Linked DNA regions of Mus musculus: all the other regions are linked to region 3. Evidence: chromatin contacts called from public promoter capture Hi-C data. All regions are on one chromosome and are shown on one strand. The core of a region is the stretch at or near the end of the contact, and the rest is flanking DNA. Distances in the headings are between cores, read along the strand shown.

Region 1 (4,742 bases), core at 1,152-3,651, 110 kb after region 3:
GAATTACATGCAACTAAAGAATGCTGAAAGTCGGAGAAACAGTTTTCCTCCGGGAGGGGCACAGCAATTGGTTATCTGATACCAAATGGTACACACATAAGTAACATTCTACAGACCAAGAACATTGTATTTAAGATATAATATAGGTATGAGACAATGTGGTGACCTTCGCTGAGCCACCTAACAGTGGGGTTATGGAACCTGAAGACGTCACCTCCTATAGCCAAACAGCACCCCTCAGTAGAAGGATAAGGACACCGGCTCACCCACAAAACTTTTGACCCAAAATTTGTCCTGTCTAAAAGAAATAAAGGGGCAAACATGGAGCCAAGGCTGGAGGAATGGCCAACCAATAACCAGACCCATCTCATGGGCAAGCACTAATCCCTGACACTATTAATAATACTCTGTTACGCTTGCAGACAGGAGCTTAGCATAACTGTCCTCTGAGAGGCTCTACCCAGCAGCGGACTGAAACAAATGCAGATACCCACAGCCAAACATTGGACAGAGGTCAGGGACTCTTATGGAAGAGCTGAGGAAAGGACTGAAGGCCCTGAAGGGGGTAGGAACTCCCCAGCATCAACTAACCTGTTGGTCTTCCCTGTCAGTCATCTTAACCTGTTGGTAAATACTGAGAGCTCTCAGAGACTGACCCACCAACCAAAGAGCTATATGGGGTGGTCTGAGGCTCCCCACATTAATGTACCAATTAAATGCTGCTCAGTTTCCATGTGGGTTCCCCCAAAACTGGAGCTGGGCTGTCCGTAAAGCTGTTGTCTAACTGTGGAATCTGTTCCCCAACAGGGCTGCCCTGGCTAGCCTCAGTGGCTAAGCCTAATTTTGCAGAGCCTTGATGTGCCAGGGTTGGAGGGATACCCACGGGGCTCCACTCTCTCAGAGGAAAAGGGGATGGGATATAGGGAGAGACTTTGTGAGGGAAGACTGGAAGGGGACAGCATTTGGGATATAAATAAATAAATAATGTTTTAAAAAAGAATATAGGTATGTACATATACACATATACATATAACAACAGTTAATACCTTTGGCTATGGATTTGAAAGACAGCAAGAAGAGTTATATGGGAGGGTTTGGAAGAAAGAAATGGAAGAGGGAAATGATGTAATAATTTCAAAAAATAAGAATAACTAGATAAAACCTACAAAATAGAAGAAAAGCAATGGCACAATAAAAAAGAAAATATCTGCCAGTGGGTGATGCAGATACTATTAATAACTTTTATTTAGCTTTGTTTCTTTTACTTGAAACAAAATTCTTTATATCTATTTTCCTAACTATCAAAAATAATTTCAACCCACTTCAGTTAGGATGGAAGAAGAGGAAGAAATACAGCATTTACTCATTCAACAAGCATTTTCACACTACATATAGGGACGTACCAGGAGTGTAAAAATGAATGCTAGAGTTCACAGCCACAAAGATCTCACTGTGCTACACTGACTTACTTTATCGATGACATGCAATTAACATACAGCCCGATCCTCGACTGCTGTGACATAGGACTGTTGTGAAAATGTGCACAAAGGACTGGCCGCTGTACTAGCTGCACAAAAGATACCTGATGAATGCTGGGTATTATTTTTGTGACGGGTGGTAAAACAGTAAATAGATATAAAAACTGCATGTTACTAGAATACAACAGGCAATGTTTCTGGGAGGAGGAAATGCCTGCGGATGCACCGCAGACAGGAAGCGCGCGCGGGGGTAGGGGTGGGGCGGGGCGGGGGGTGGGGCGGGGAGCACAGCAGAAGGAAAGCATGCCCTGCGTAGAGATAAAGAGATTCTGACTGACAGTCTCCATCAGGAGAGTGGAGCTGGTACTTAGAACTGGCAAGGTGGCTCAGCAGGTACAAGCACTTGGTACACAAACCTGACAACATGACCTTGATCCCTGGAACCCACGGTGGGAGGAGAGAAACAGTACCCAAAAGTCCTCTGACTTCCACACAAGCACTGTGGCACGAGTGTGCCTGCTTTCTCCTCCCTCCCTCCCTGGCCCCCGAGTCTCTCTGCTTCTTTGTCTCGGTCCTTGTTTGTCTCTCACACACATAAATAAAAATCGTAAGGTATTAGTATTTATTCATCAGTTATGTGTTAGTCACTACATTCATGTACACACTCATGTACACACACACACACACACACACAGATCTGAGGTAGAAATTATAACTCCCATTTGACAGGATAACTAAGTCTTAGCAAGGCTAAGCAAATTATTCAGCACTGGGTGCTGCATGGGACAACTATGAGACCAGGAAAGGAAAGTGACGGGACAGGCCAACGATCTGAAAAACCCAAGCTATTGAAGTCTCAAACACTTGGCACTGAGTTGTTCTGTCAGAAGTGGCCCTGCGGGGCACAGGCAGGGAGACCCGGAACCTGCAGCATCAGTAAGCAGCTAACCCTCCTGCAATTGCTCTGGCTACCCATGCGGGTCTGGGCCAGAGCGGTAGCACCAGGAAGGAAGCATGCAGGCAGGAATGCCACACACCCTGGTTTCTGGTCTGGCTTTGCCATTAGCAGGCTTGGGTGAAATCCCAATTTCATGAATAGAACTGATTAGCTACTCTCTTATCAGAGTGACACAAATATATCCCAAAAACATGAGGGAGGAGAGGTTTGCTGTGGATCATGGTTTCACGGCCCTCAGTCCATCAAAGCAGAGAATATGGGTGGAGGAGCTCATGATGACAGACAGGCAGCAGAGGGGGTATTGTCTTCAAAGGGCCTACTGACTTAACTTCTGCCAACTCCTAAAGGCTCCTCGGCTTTTAAAATAGCACAAGCTGGGACCAGAACGCATACACATAAGCCTGTGGGGGACACTTCTGATTCAAACCATAGCACGCAATCCACAGCTCTCATTTCATACTGCAAATTCCATAATTTAGGATATATTCAGGGGCTGGAGATGGCTCAGCGGTTAAGAACACTGACTGCTCTTCCAGAGGTCCTCAGTTCAAATCCCAGCAACCACATGAAGGCTCACAACCACCTGTACAGCTACAGTGTACTCATATACATAAAATAAATAAATCTTTCTTTTAAAAAGATATATTCAGTCCAACTTCAAGTCCCTATGGTCTTAATAAGGTCTCAGTATTGCTCAAAAGTCTAAAATACCTTCTGACATTCAAAACCATTCTCTTAGTTGGAAATTTTGTAAAATCGAAAACCAAGTTATGCATACTCCCTATTAATTCATTCCTGGTCAACATTCCTAGTCCGAGAGGAAAGAATGAGACACAGCAAGGGAACAGTGAGTCAAAGCAAGATGAACACTCGCAGAGAAAACATGAAACCCTGAAGCTCCATGTGCCATCAGGGTCACATAGTGTCATGATCTGAGTTTTGAAGAGCTATGTGCCCAGACCTACCATTCACAGCACAAGCTACCTTGGGGGTAGCTTCACAGAGCCCACAGCTTTTTTCCAGCACCAAACATCTTTCTGGCATCTCCAGCATCCTAGAATCACCTGCTCAGGGATTCCCTGCAGGGAACTTAGCCCTGGCTCTTCTGCTTTCTCGAACTTTGGTGAAACCTCTGTGACCCTGTAACTCTTTAAGATGCTGGCAAAACACTCCTCCTTCAAACCAAAGGTCTCTGAGCCACCCGGCAGGGTTAAACCATAGCATGCCCACTTCTCTGGCACCAGCTTTCTATGTAACTTTATTGCTGAGAAACAGCTTAAGGACCTGACCTGACCTTTGATGATGTCTGTATAGATGAGTTACCTAGTTATCTATGACCAAAGCACAAGAAGTAAATCAGGAGGGAGATCTGCGATTTAAAACTACCAGAACTTGAGAATAGATGTGTTCAGGGAGACTGGAAGAGTTAGAAGAGGCAAGCCAGAAAACAAGTGCACATATACAGAAATCTTCCAATACTGGCTTTTTCTTTTAAATTGGATTACGTTTCTGTCATAGACCTGGTTAACCATGATCTTGGCAAGGCAGTTCTGGGGATATCAATGCCAAGCAACTCCCCTCCCCATTCTACCCACACATCAGCTCTGGCTGAGGTAAGGGAAGTTTAGGAAGTACCACGGGCCTACATCTGACCACTCACATCTCAACTGCACATACACTGAATTCTCAGAAACACTAAATTATCCAAGAAAATAGTTAAAAATAATAAACTTTTAAAATAATTTTATTATCCACGTGTATAGTTTTGTGCATGAGTACAAGTGCTTACAGGGGCCAGAAGAGGATGTGAGATCCTCAGGCTGTGAGCCACTGACTGTTATAAACCACCCAGAGTGGGTGCAAGGAGCGAACTTGGGCCAGTGTGTACTCCTGAGCCATCTCTTCTGCACCACCCTCCACACCAATGCCTTTGAAAGGCTGCTGTTGAAAGCAGTTTCCAGTGTATTCAACCAGCATCCTGTTGGCATTAAGAGGAATGACTTACTTGCCAGGACAGATAGTCCATGACCAATATCCTTTTCTTACTTGCCAGGACAGTTCATGACAAATAGCCATTAGTTTTTCTTTTTTTTTTTTTTAAATCAGTGTCTCAACACGTATCCCTGGCTGGACTGGAATTCCATCTATAGAGCAGACTGGCCTCCTATTCAGAGATCTTCTGAAGTGCTGGGATAAAAGAAGTGTACCACCATGCCTGGCCCCATTTTATACTTTTAAAACACCAAAGAATCCTATTTACTGTGGCACCAAAGCATATCTGGAAGTTGGTTATTGACAGTCACATT
Region 2 (4,446 bases), core at 1,850-4,349, 66 kb before region 3:
TCTGAGAAGGGAGTGTGTGGAGGTCCGTGGTTTGGAGATCAGGTTGTGTGATTTGCACTGATGGCCAGGTGCCATTCCTTCCTCTTGGCTGCCCTCCTAGACCATTGTTCCCAAGCCTGCCTGCCGTCTTCCTTCCCCCCCCCCCCTCGCCCCCCCCAGCAGCTGCGGCAGACACATGTGCTGGATCACAGGAACAAAGCCAGACTGCGCACCCGTCTGGCTATCTCGCCAGGAGAAGTGCTGGCACAGCTCAGTCCTTCACCTTCCCGAGGATGGATGCTCTGTGCCTCTTGGCCTTGAGGGCCTTGGCAGGAAATGGGTTTCTGAGCTGAGACAATATGCTATCAAATAAGCCGGGGACTTCTTGCCTACTCTGTTTATTCATCAAGCATCGGCTTTAAATAAGGGCTATTTTTAGAATTGTCCTTTGATCTGGAAGTTAGTGTCAAGCCAACAATATTTAATCCATATGGAATGCATCTTGGAACGAGCTGGCCAGATGTCAGCTTCCCAGTAGTGCCTACGCAGAGGTAAAGTTTCATTTGTTAATAAACGTGAGTCTACCAGTTCCAGCACCTATTCAGACCAAACGTCCCGTCTGCTTCCCGGCCTTAGATCTTCCAGCTCATCAAGGCTCCTGGGCTTCGACTTACTTTCTGCATGTCATCTGTGCCCTCCGGAATGCTCTACATTAAACCCGGCTCAAGTCATTTGGTTCTTTTCCCGGGAGCCTGATGCTCAGTCCCAGCCACCGACCCTCTTGCAGCAAGTCAAGCCGCAGCTTCCCACCCTCACGGCCTGTCACTGCCGACCACACACCTGCTGGAAGTGAAACCGAGGCGCATACAGTGTAGAAGAGATTTTCCACCACCCACTTCTAAATGAAATAAGATGTGCTCAACCAAGACTGAAATACTGTGATTAATAGTTATCCCGCTCTCATGGTGCTTCCCCAGAGGGAGCGACCTACCTGGACTTTGATGAAGCAAAGAGTTCATGCCAAGTTCTCATTTTTAATTTATTAGACAAATCAAAGCTCTAGTGGAGGAGAGTAACATAATTTATCCAAAGTCTAGAAGGTTTCCAGTTTTCCACCATATGAATCTAGAAATGACCTCACTCTCTGTGTCACTGAATTAAATAATTATCATGAGGGCACTCACTCACGTAGCTCTTACTGCATGCCAGATGCATTCCCAAGCAGTTTGGCTGTGTGAAAATCCCATCAGGCAGGTATCGCCCTCCCGTGTTGTAGGTTAGCACTGAGACACAGAGAAAATCAGTAATTTCTCTGATGACCCAGTTATTGAGTTGAAACCAGATTCAAACTCAGTCTGTCTTAATTATTCAACCAGCTTGCAGTATGGTGCTAGTCTGTGCAATATGGCACTGCCTCTCCAATACTAGATTCTCATTAAATTCCCAAATTACATATGCATAAACAAAGGGGCCTGGTTGCTAGTTATCTAGGAGCAAGGATAATACATCATTCATACAAAGGCCAAATGCGGCCAATAGATGTACATATTTTCTTTGGTCAACACAATGCTTTAAAATAATTTAAATTTGAACATACATTAGACCAAGCATTCCTGTGTAATTGGCCAGTGTCTCTACCCCTTTAAAATACTACTAGCTAGCCTTATAGGCATCTAACTTTCATTTTAGAATAAATAGCTCATGCGGCATTTTGTGACGTGTACTTACAGGCATGCAAACTTAGGCTTATTCAGAAACAACTGTTCTGAAGCTAATGATGTTTATCTGTTGAGCATTATTCAAAACATAATTATCAGCGTCAGCTCCTGGCTGAGCAAGTGATGCAAGGCCACAGAGATGTCATTCAGTCTCTCTGTGAATCATTTTCATAACAATAGACATTTTATCTATATGTTGGTATTTTAGGGAAAGTGGATAACTAGAAGGAGAGTTGCCCCTTTTAACCAGTGGCTATGTAATACTTACAGTCGCTGTCACAGGGCCACTCATCTAGGGCAGAAGAACAAGGACATCTAGCCATCATACCGTTAAGGAAAACTTACCGGGCTGCAGACAGTGCACAAAATCACCGACCCCCTCCCTACAAAGCAGAGACATCCGGTGAATTGTTCAGGTTGAGTGTGGACGGAACCTTAACGTATATGCAGATCAGGATGGATGAAATAAAAAAAAAAGTTATCCTACGCAGGGGCATCTTAGAGTTTGGGCAAAGGTGGTGTGAGGCTTTAACCACCATTCAGTTAATATTCTCACAGGACTGTCTTAGAGCCATGATCTGACTTTTGGTTTGTGGCCAGGTTCTAGACATAACAACTGTGTCCCCTTGATTTCTTTCCAGGGGGAAGAGACACCGCAGGTCTTGGTGGCAAAGGAGGTCCTTATCGCTTGGATGCAGGCCACCCAGTGTATCAAGTCTCTGAGGTGGAGAAAGATGCAGTTCCTGAGGATGTCAAGAGAGCTGCAAGAGAGATGGCCCAGAAAGCATTTCAGCAGAGGTGAGTGTGCCTTGTGCATCTAGAACAGTGCAGGTGAGTAGTATACACACACACACACACACACACACACACACACACACTCACACTCACATACACACTCACTCAAAGCTAGAGTCACAAGGACTATGTCCTAGGATGATACTAAGAAAGGCAAAGATCTCTGGGCTAACAGGCCTGTCCTCATTTAGGGTTTGGAGATAAGAAAAGAGCCTAGAAATTCAAGTCAAGTGCGCCTTCAGGTTTCAGACGCATATGCCATGGCTGCCTTGGGCTACTGATTGGCCCCCCACTAGAAAGGAAGACTCCACAGGGTATTTTACTAGAAGTTCACACGTGCCCTTCAGCAAAAAGTGAAAAATCTCAAAGCAGCAGGGAGCACCCTTTCACACTGAGGAGGGACAGAGAGCAGATTTCCATTTCTGTGCTCAGTGGAAGGAGCTGGGGCAGCCCGACAAAAACATGGTGAAGAGTATGTGAGTTATGAAATTCCTCCCACGTAGAACATCTGGAATGTTCTCACATGCCGTGCTTTCACATCCTACAAGTAAACAGCAGAGAACAAGAGAGACAAAAATGCAGGTCCAGCCGCCACGCCCTCAGGAAAGCCCGCAAGCCTCTCACCCCTGTGGTACTGCAGCAGGTAAACTTCAGGTGTCGGGGCTGTGTTGCCCTCAGCCTCATCACTGACTTCCCTGGAGCCTCGGGCAGCTGTTCTGCCCTCCCTGTGCCACGCTGCATCCGTGGAAATGGGGAGTCCCCTTCCCCCCGCCCCCAGAGGTTGTGAGACTAGAAAACTTTTTAGGGATCAAAGTATGCATTTCTCAAAAGACGTGGAGGAAAGTCACGTCATAACGACAAGTCTTATTAGAATTAAAATTACTCAACATCTCATATGAAAAATAAAACTTCCTTTGAGAAAAAAATAGAAATTAGGCATGCGTCATTCTCCTCTTCAATTAGTAAAGGGCTGTTACTGCCACGCCCCAGCCCTCGCAAGTGATTATCCAGTCTGATTCTGCTTACTTGGTCATACAGAGTGCCCTAGCACATGAGCGGTCATGAGAGGCAGGAAGCTTTCACAGTGGCACTTAGCCATGAGTAAGCTAAGATTGCTCCTCTCTGACTGCCACCAGAACAAAACCTATCGGGACACTATGAAGAACCTCCAGGGAGAGGGGCCAAGGGCCACCTGTGATCCTAAGACAGCTGAATGTACCTGCCTATGAGGTAGTGAAGGGAAGAAAGCAGGCAGGGTGTGAGACGAAAGAGATGAAGCACACAGAGACCCTGGGAAAGACTGCACAGCAAAGCAAGAACAAACACTACCTTAGAAGTGGGCTTGCGACCCACCGGACAAGTGTCTACTCAGCACTGCCAAAAGTGCATCTTTTAACTTTTTCTTCTGGACCTTTTCAAGCCCAGCTGTAAGTAAAGAGAAGCACATGATGAACCCTGCAGACCCTGCCCCATCCCATTCTCCTCTTTGGATTGTTTAGAGCTAATCCAAGATATTATCTCATCTTGTCATAAATCTTGCAGACCGTCTCTCTACCCACAACTAAATAAGACAGAAATTCCACAAGCCCACCGATACACACATCCATTTCTATGGTAATAATTCTTTATTCTCGTCTTGATTTCAGAATGAGTCATGTGCACAGTGAGGTCAGGTCCAGATGCTTTCACAGCATCCTGTATCTTGTCTCTAACACCGACCACTCTCTCCCATCTTATCACTTGTGGGAGGGATGGCTTCTCCCCTCCTCTGTAAGCTGCACGAGGACAGAGCCTGGAGTGGGGCAAACACACACAGAGAATGAGCAACACACGTGCGTGCAGGAGCCGGCTTTCACCTGTTGGTTCCTGTCCTACGATGGACTGACTAAGCAGTCCTCACCATTAGTTAGAAGTCTTCCCTGGTACAAAGGACCTCCCCACGTCATTCACAGCA
Region 3 (4,773 bases), core at 231-2,730:
AGGATCTCTCCTAGGACCCAGGGACGGCTGGCCTGTCTATGACCTAATCTCTAAGCCTCTGTTTCCCATGCGGCCTCTCTGTGTGATTTCTGAGGTGAGCTGGCTAAAGGGGGTAATTGCCTCTCACTTAGCAGGGAGCTGGCCTGGCCTGGCTTCCTCTGCGACCTCCTGATGGCTCAGAAATGAAGGGAAGGGGCAGCAGCTCTGCCTCTTCATGGTGGAGTGACAGTGTCATTTTCCCCTGTAATCCACTACACAGACCCAAGTCAGTCCTCACAGGAGAAAAGAGTTGTCGACAAACTCAAGTAGCTGTGACAGACACCAGAAGTGCGCTGGCTTGCTGTTGGAAGCCAGAGGCTGAGGAGAGATTGGTAAGGGCTGAGCCCACGTCCAGGCTTTGAGGCCGTACGAGGACTATACTGAGCTGAAGCTGAAGGCAGTAAACCCTGAACCCAAAGAAGGCACATGTCCCCAGGATGAAAGAAGTGTGTGGCGGATAGCAACTCCAAGGACTGGCAGCCCCTGGCTGAGGAGGCGGAAGGGAACCAGACACTCTTATTTGGTTTTAAGGCTCCAGGACGTCATGTTGATTTGATCTTTCTCTGAGCCCCGGAGTCCTAGGCACTGCCATATTATGTGCCACATCAGCCGGTGGACTGCAGACTGGCCTGCACCCTGAGGGGCTCCTTCAGACAGCTCTCAGGGGTTGTCCCGTGCCTCAGCTTTACCTCTGGCACATCCTGACAGACCCATCTCCCTTAATGTCCCAATGTCGCGTCCCTGCTAGCTCCCAGGCCACCCTTAGATGGGCGCTCCGACCTTCCATGTATGCAGGAGGACGTTAAAGCCTCCTGCTGAGCCAGGCCCATGCTCAGACACCCTCCAAAAGAGAGCTGAGGAGAACTGCTTTCTCTCTACTTGGCAACTACCCGAGGCTTGGCCTCTGAAAGCCAGACACGGTTTCTAAATGTTCACAGCAACTGATAAAATAAACACCGGCAGACTGTCATCCAGGGCCTTAGCAAACCAGATTCTGTCATCTCCCTCTGTCTCCTCACACCCTCTCTTCAGAGTATTCTGAGGCAAATCCCAGGCATCTTTTCTTTCATTCACGAGTATTTCCAAATTTGACTCTAGAAGCAAGGTGTCTTCAATGATGAGACTAACTCAGAGAGTTTGAGAACTCTAACCCAAGGGAAAGCCACTCAGTGGAATGTGGCATAGATGAGAGGGCACCAGGCTGGCCCAGAAGTTCAAGTTCCCAAGAACATGAAGGGACCGGAAGAAGAGAGAATGATAAACAGACACCAGGAAGATTCCTGAAGGTGACAGCTTGAGAGCAGCCACATGCTACTCTGCACCAGTCTTCCCGTTCCGAACTCTTCCCACCAGAACCACAATCTACACGTGTGTGGCCCAGGTGTGCCTGAAGGTAGAAAGAATCTTACCATTCATTTCTACCCCAAGACAGCACAGACTATAGTAAACAGCTCACCACAGAAGGGGTTAGACACCCAACAGCCACAGCCACAGCCACAGCCACACTGTCCCTCCTGCATTGTCACTACCCACAATACCCCACTCAGAAGAGTTCCTAAAGGACAGCAATTGCGCTTGAATCCCTCTCTATGTGCATAGGCCAGGGCCTCTAGACCTCGGCAGTACTCAGTGAATCAGAAGGCCGGTGGGTCTTTGATGTGGGTGATTAAGAAGCTGCAGACACGGTACCCTGGATGCTGTGGCAGTCCTAGCAAAGATGTCTGCGGACATTGCCAACTGTCCTTTGGAGGCAAAGTCGCCCATCCTTAATCAGCCTCTACTCTATATTTATAGTAAGTACACTTGTGTACTTGTAGCTTTAAAAAAAATAGAATTGCTTTATTCTATATAGAGAATATATTTATATTGAGAATTTTTAAGGACTGGAACCCAAGCTCTTCTGACGAACACTCACTTGCTCATTAAGGTCATTATAAACCAAGCCAGGCCCTGACAGCACCCTCCCTCATCTGGAAAGGGGAGGGGACCACTGCCAAGTTCTAGGCGTGCTGAAGTCTCAGGCTGGTGGGTCTATATTCTAACAAGGAGACACTGCTTAGACACTGTTGCTTCTCAGTCTAGCACAGTGGTTCTCACCCTTCCTAATACCGAGACCCTTTATCACAGATCCTCACATTGTAGTGATACCAACCATAAAATTATTTTCATTGCTACCTCATAACTGCTACTACCACACACACACAAAGGGGTTTGAACCCACGGATTGAAAACAACTGCTGTAACATCTATTATGTTGTAGGAAGCAAGCTGAACTGTTCCACTGACTTGAGATGGGTGCACAGAACTAAATCTTCTGTGTTGACATCACTGTGGAGGCTGTAGGTCATCTCACAGGTGAGACCCAATCCAGGAGCTAGAAGAAGGAATACCCCTTGAGGAGATTTGGGGAGTCATTTTCCACCCAACATCACACAAACCTTTGGGGTTTTACTTTAGATGCCTGTATGCATCTCCATCCTCTCCCTGTCTCTTCTCTAAGAGAGAGAGAAGCTCACTATTGTTTTTTAACCTAAAAATTAGATGATGACTAAATTTTTCTCCCTCTCCAGAAGCCAAGAGGGATTCTAGCCTTTCTCACAGATTCCTTGAGTAGAAGCCATAGAATTCCTTCCTCTGTTACTTTACTTTGCTATTCAGAGGCTCCACACCCAAGGGTAATTTCTTCTGTTGTATCCACACCTATCTAACTTGGATGTTTGTTTGAAAAAGAAAGGTGGAGACCATCCACATTTAGTCTGTGAGATGCTGGCCTCTCGTGGGGACTTCATGTCCCGGGACAGGATGGACTCATTTTATCACGGAGCTGAGCTCATTACAGGCAGGAAGTAACCAAGGGACTCTGTTGACATTAGCAGACTAGAGGTCCTATCAGACCTTCGTGGCAGATTCCTTGGATTTTAACACAATTATGTTCCATGAAGTATTTACTGAATCAATGCTTTCTCATCTGTGTGGCCCCAATATTGGTTTATTAACACTCTGAGATTTGTAGTGGCCCAGGGCCAAACACTGGGCATTTTGTTTTCTGTGTCTAGGGCTTTCTAAGTTACAGGGACTTGAATCCAGGTTACACGTGGTGAGTTGCAAGGCGGTTCTGCCAATCTAGACAGTCACCAGGGGTGCGTAGCACGCTTGCTGTCTACCTGGGCTGGATGCAGGGAGTAATATGGACTGATAGATTAATAGAACAGACATGAGGTCAGGGAGACCCTAAGGCAGACAGATCTCTCCCCTTTCACTTCATCTGGACCAACACAACCACCCCACCCCACCCCCCTATCTATGAGCCAGGAAGCTTATATAGGCCCAGCACCTAACAGTTTCATTTCAGCTATCCCTGACTTGTTTAGGCTACGATTAGAGATGTGCTGTGGTCTCGCACACTCCCCTACCAGGAGAGGAGAAGTTTCTTTAGTTTATATTAGCACTCTAAACAGCAGGGCCTTAAGCCAGTTTATAGTTTAGGAGTGGGGGATTCTGTCTTTCAGACTACAGGCATATCCCTTGATCAGTCCACTTGTGAATAGGGCTAGGAGACAACCATAGTCTCTTAGACCTCGGGTTCTTCACCTTCGTGTGTCCTGTGGATAAGGCTAGAAGGGAATAGGGCGCTTTCAGGAATAAACACAGCAGAGATTTCTGGGGTATCAGGGGAAAATAATGAGACCAAGAGCACAGGCAGGGATGAGAAGAGCTAGTCAGACACTGGGCACGGATTGCGGGGTGTTTTGTCAGGTCAAACTGACTGCCTCTTCAGTTGACTAGAATATGCCTCTTGGGTAGAGGCTGGAGACTCAGGAGAATAAAGAGACTGTCCCAGTCTTGGGCGATGGAAATGGAAGCCACTAAGATTTCTTCAGGCCCCCCATTGGCTGGCCTCCTGGACAGCTGGAGTAAGTTAAACCCCAAGGACTTAGAAAGAAAACTTTAAACTTTCTCTCAGCTTGTGTGAGGTGTAAATACCCTCTGGGGGATGGTGAACCGTGTCCCCCCAGGGAGGGTGCTTAATTATAATACCATAATTCAATTACAGCCTTTCTAAGGGAAGGAAATAAACAAGAGGGAAAGGTCCCTGAAATTTCCTATGTCCAAGGTTTCTCTTACCTCAGGACCACCCAGAACTCATTATAAACAACAAACCCCTGCAGGGTGGACTTGCAGACCCTATCGAACAGGAATGCCAAATGGCTCCAACGACATGGCTGTGAGAAAGACCTCGTCCATGCTGAGAAAGACTTTCCAATGCGCTGCTCTCAGGTCACCCGTGCTCTCTAAGTGAGCCTCACAAATTCACTGGTCCCCCAGTGAGCTTTGCTGAAACTGAACTTTGGTTTGTCATTGGGACCTTATGGAGAGGGGATAGATGTGGCTTAATCCCCCTGGGAGAAAACTCTCACAACAGGCAGTCAATGTATTTGCAGGTGTTATTAGGTTGCCATGGTATTAAGAAACTAGTAAGATGTTGGGGTGTAAACCTGAAAATATTTTTAGTAAATAAAGATTTGTATATGAAAATTAAGATGGCTGGATTTTTATTTTCTCAGAATGGGAAAGAAAATTGAACAGCTTATACAAGTTACAAGGGTCTAAGTAAATTATTTAAAAGTTATGCAAAAGGGGAAACAAAGAATATATATGTGTGTGTATATTTATTTTATATATGCATTTATTTATATATGTATATTTTATATATATGTGTAAATATATGTGTGT

The links. Capture Hi-C pulls out chosen DNA fragments and counts their contacts.
Region 1: a contact with region 3 is called in a promoter capture Hi-C map of adipose tissue. The contact joins two enhancer-like sites. A contact is called at or near these places in 2 of 484 Hi-C or Micro-C datasets (both in double positive thymocytes), 1 of 115 datasets of contacts at active chromatin or transcription factors (double positive thymocytes) and 2 of 9 other capture datasets (adipose tissue and embryonic stem cells).
Region 2: a contact with region 3 is called in a promoter capture Hi-C map of adipose tissue. The contact joins two enhancer-like sites. A contact is called at or near these places in 1 of 15 datasets of contacts at CTCF or cohesin (large pre-B cells), 2 of 484 Hi-C or Micro-C datasets (B cells and nephron progenitors) and 2 of 9 other capture datasets (adipose tissue and pancreatic islet).

What each region holds. Positions count from the first base shown.
Region 1 is chr14:79,329,665-79,334,406 of GRCm38.p6, forward strand. No RefSeq gene overlaps it. Among named protein-coding and RNA genes, the nearest start is that of Rgcc, 30 kb to the left of the region's middle. Within about 2 kb of position 2,402, at least 99 of the 459 cell types and tissues checked have an H3K27ac peak or open chromatin away from gene starts, as enhancers often do. A contact at or near this core is called in adipose tissue, where this site is marked.
Region 2 is chr14:79,157,627-79,162,072 of GRCm38.p6, forward strand. It overlaps Vwa8 (von Willebrand factor A domain containing 8), which reads left to right. Exons shown (of 45, transcript NM_027906.1): 39 at 2,339-2,495. Among named protein-coding and RNA genes, the nearest start is that of Gm30970, 25 kb to the left of the region's middle. Within about 2 kb of position 3,100, at least 7 of the 459 cell types and tissues checked have an H3K27ac peak or open chromatin away from gene starts, as enhancers often do. A contact at or near this core is called in adipose tissue, where this site is marked.
Region 3 is chr14:79,225,316-79,230,088 of GRCm38.p6, forward strand. All of the region lies in intron 1 of Zfp957 (zinc finger protein 957), which reads right to left. Among named protein-coding and RNA genes, the nearest start is that of Zfp957, 20 kb to the right of the region's middle. Within about 2 kb of position 1,481, at least 30 of the 459 cell types and tissues checked have an H3K27ac peak or open chromatin away from gene starts, as enhancers often do. A contact at or near this core is called in adipose tissue, where this site is marked.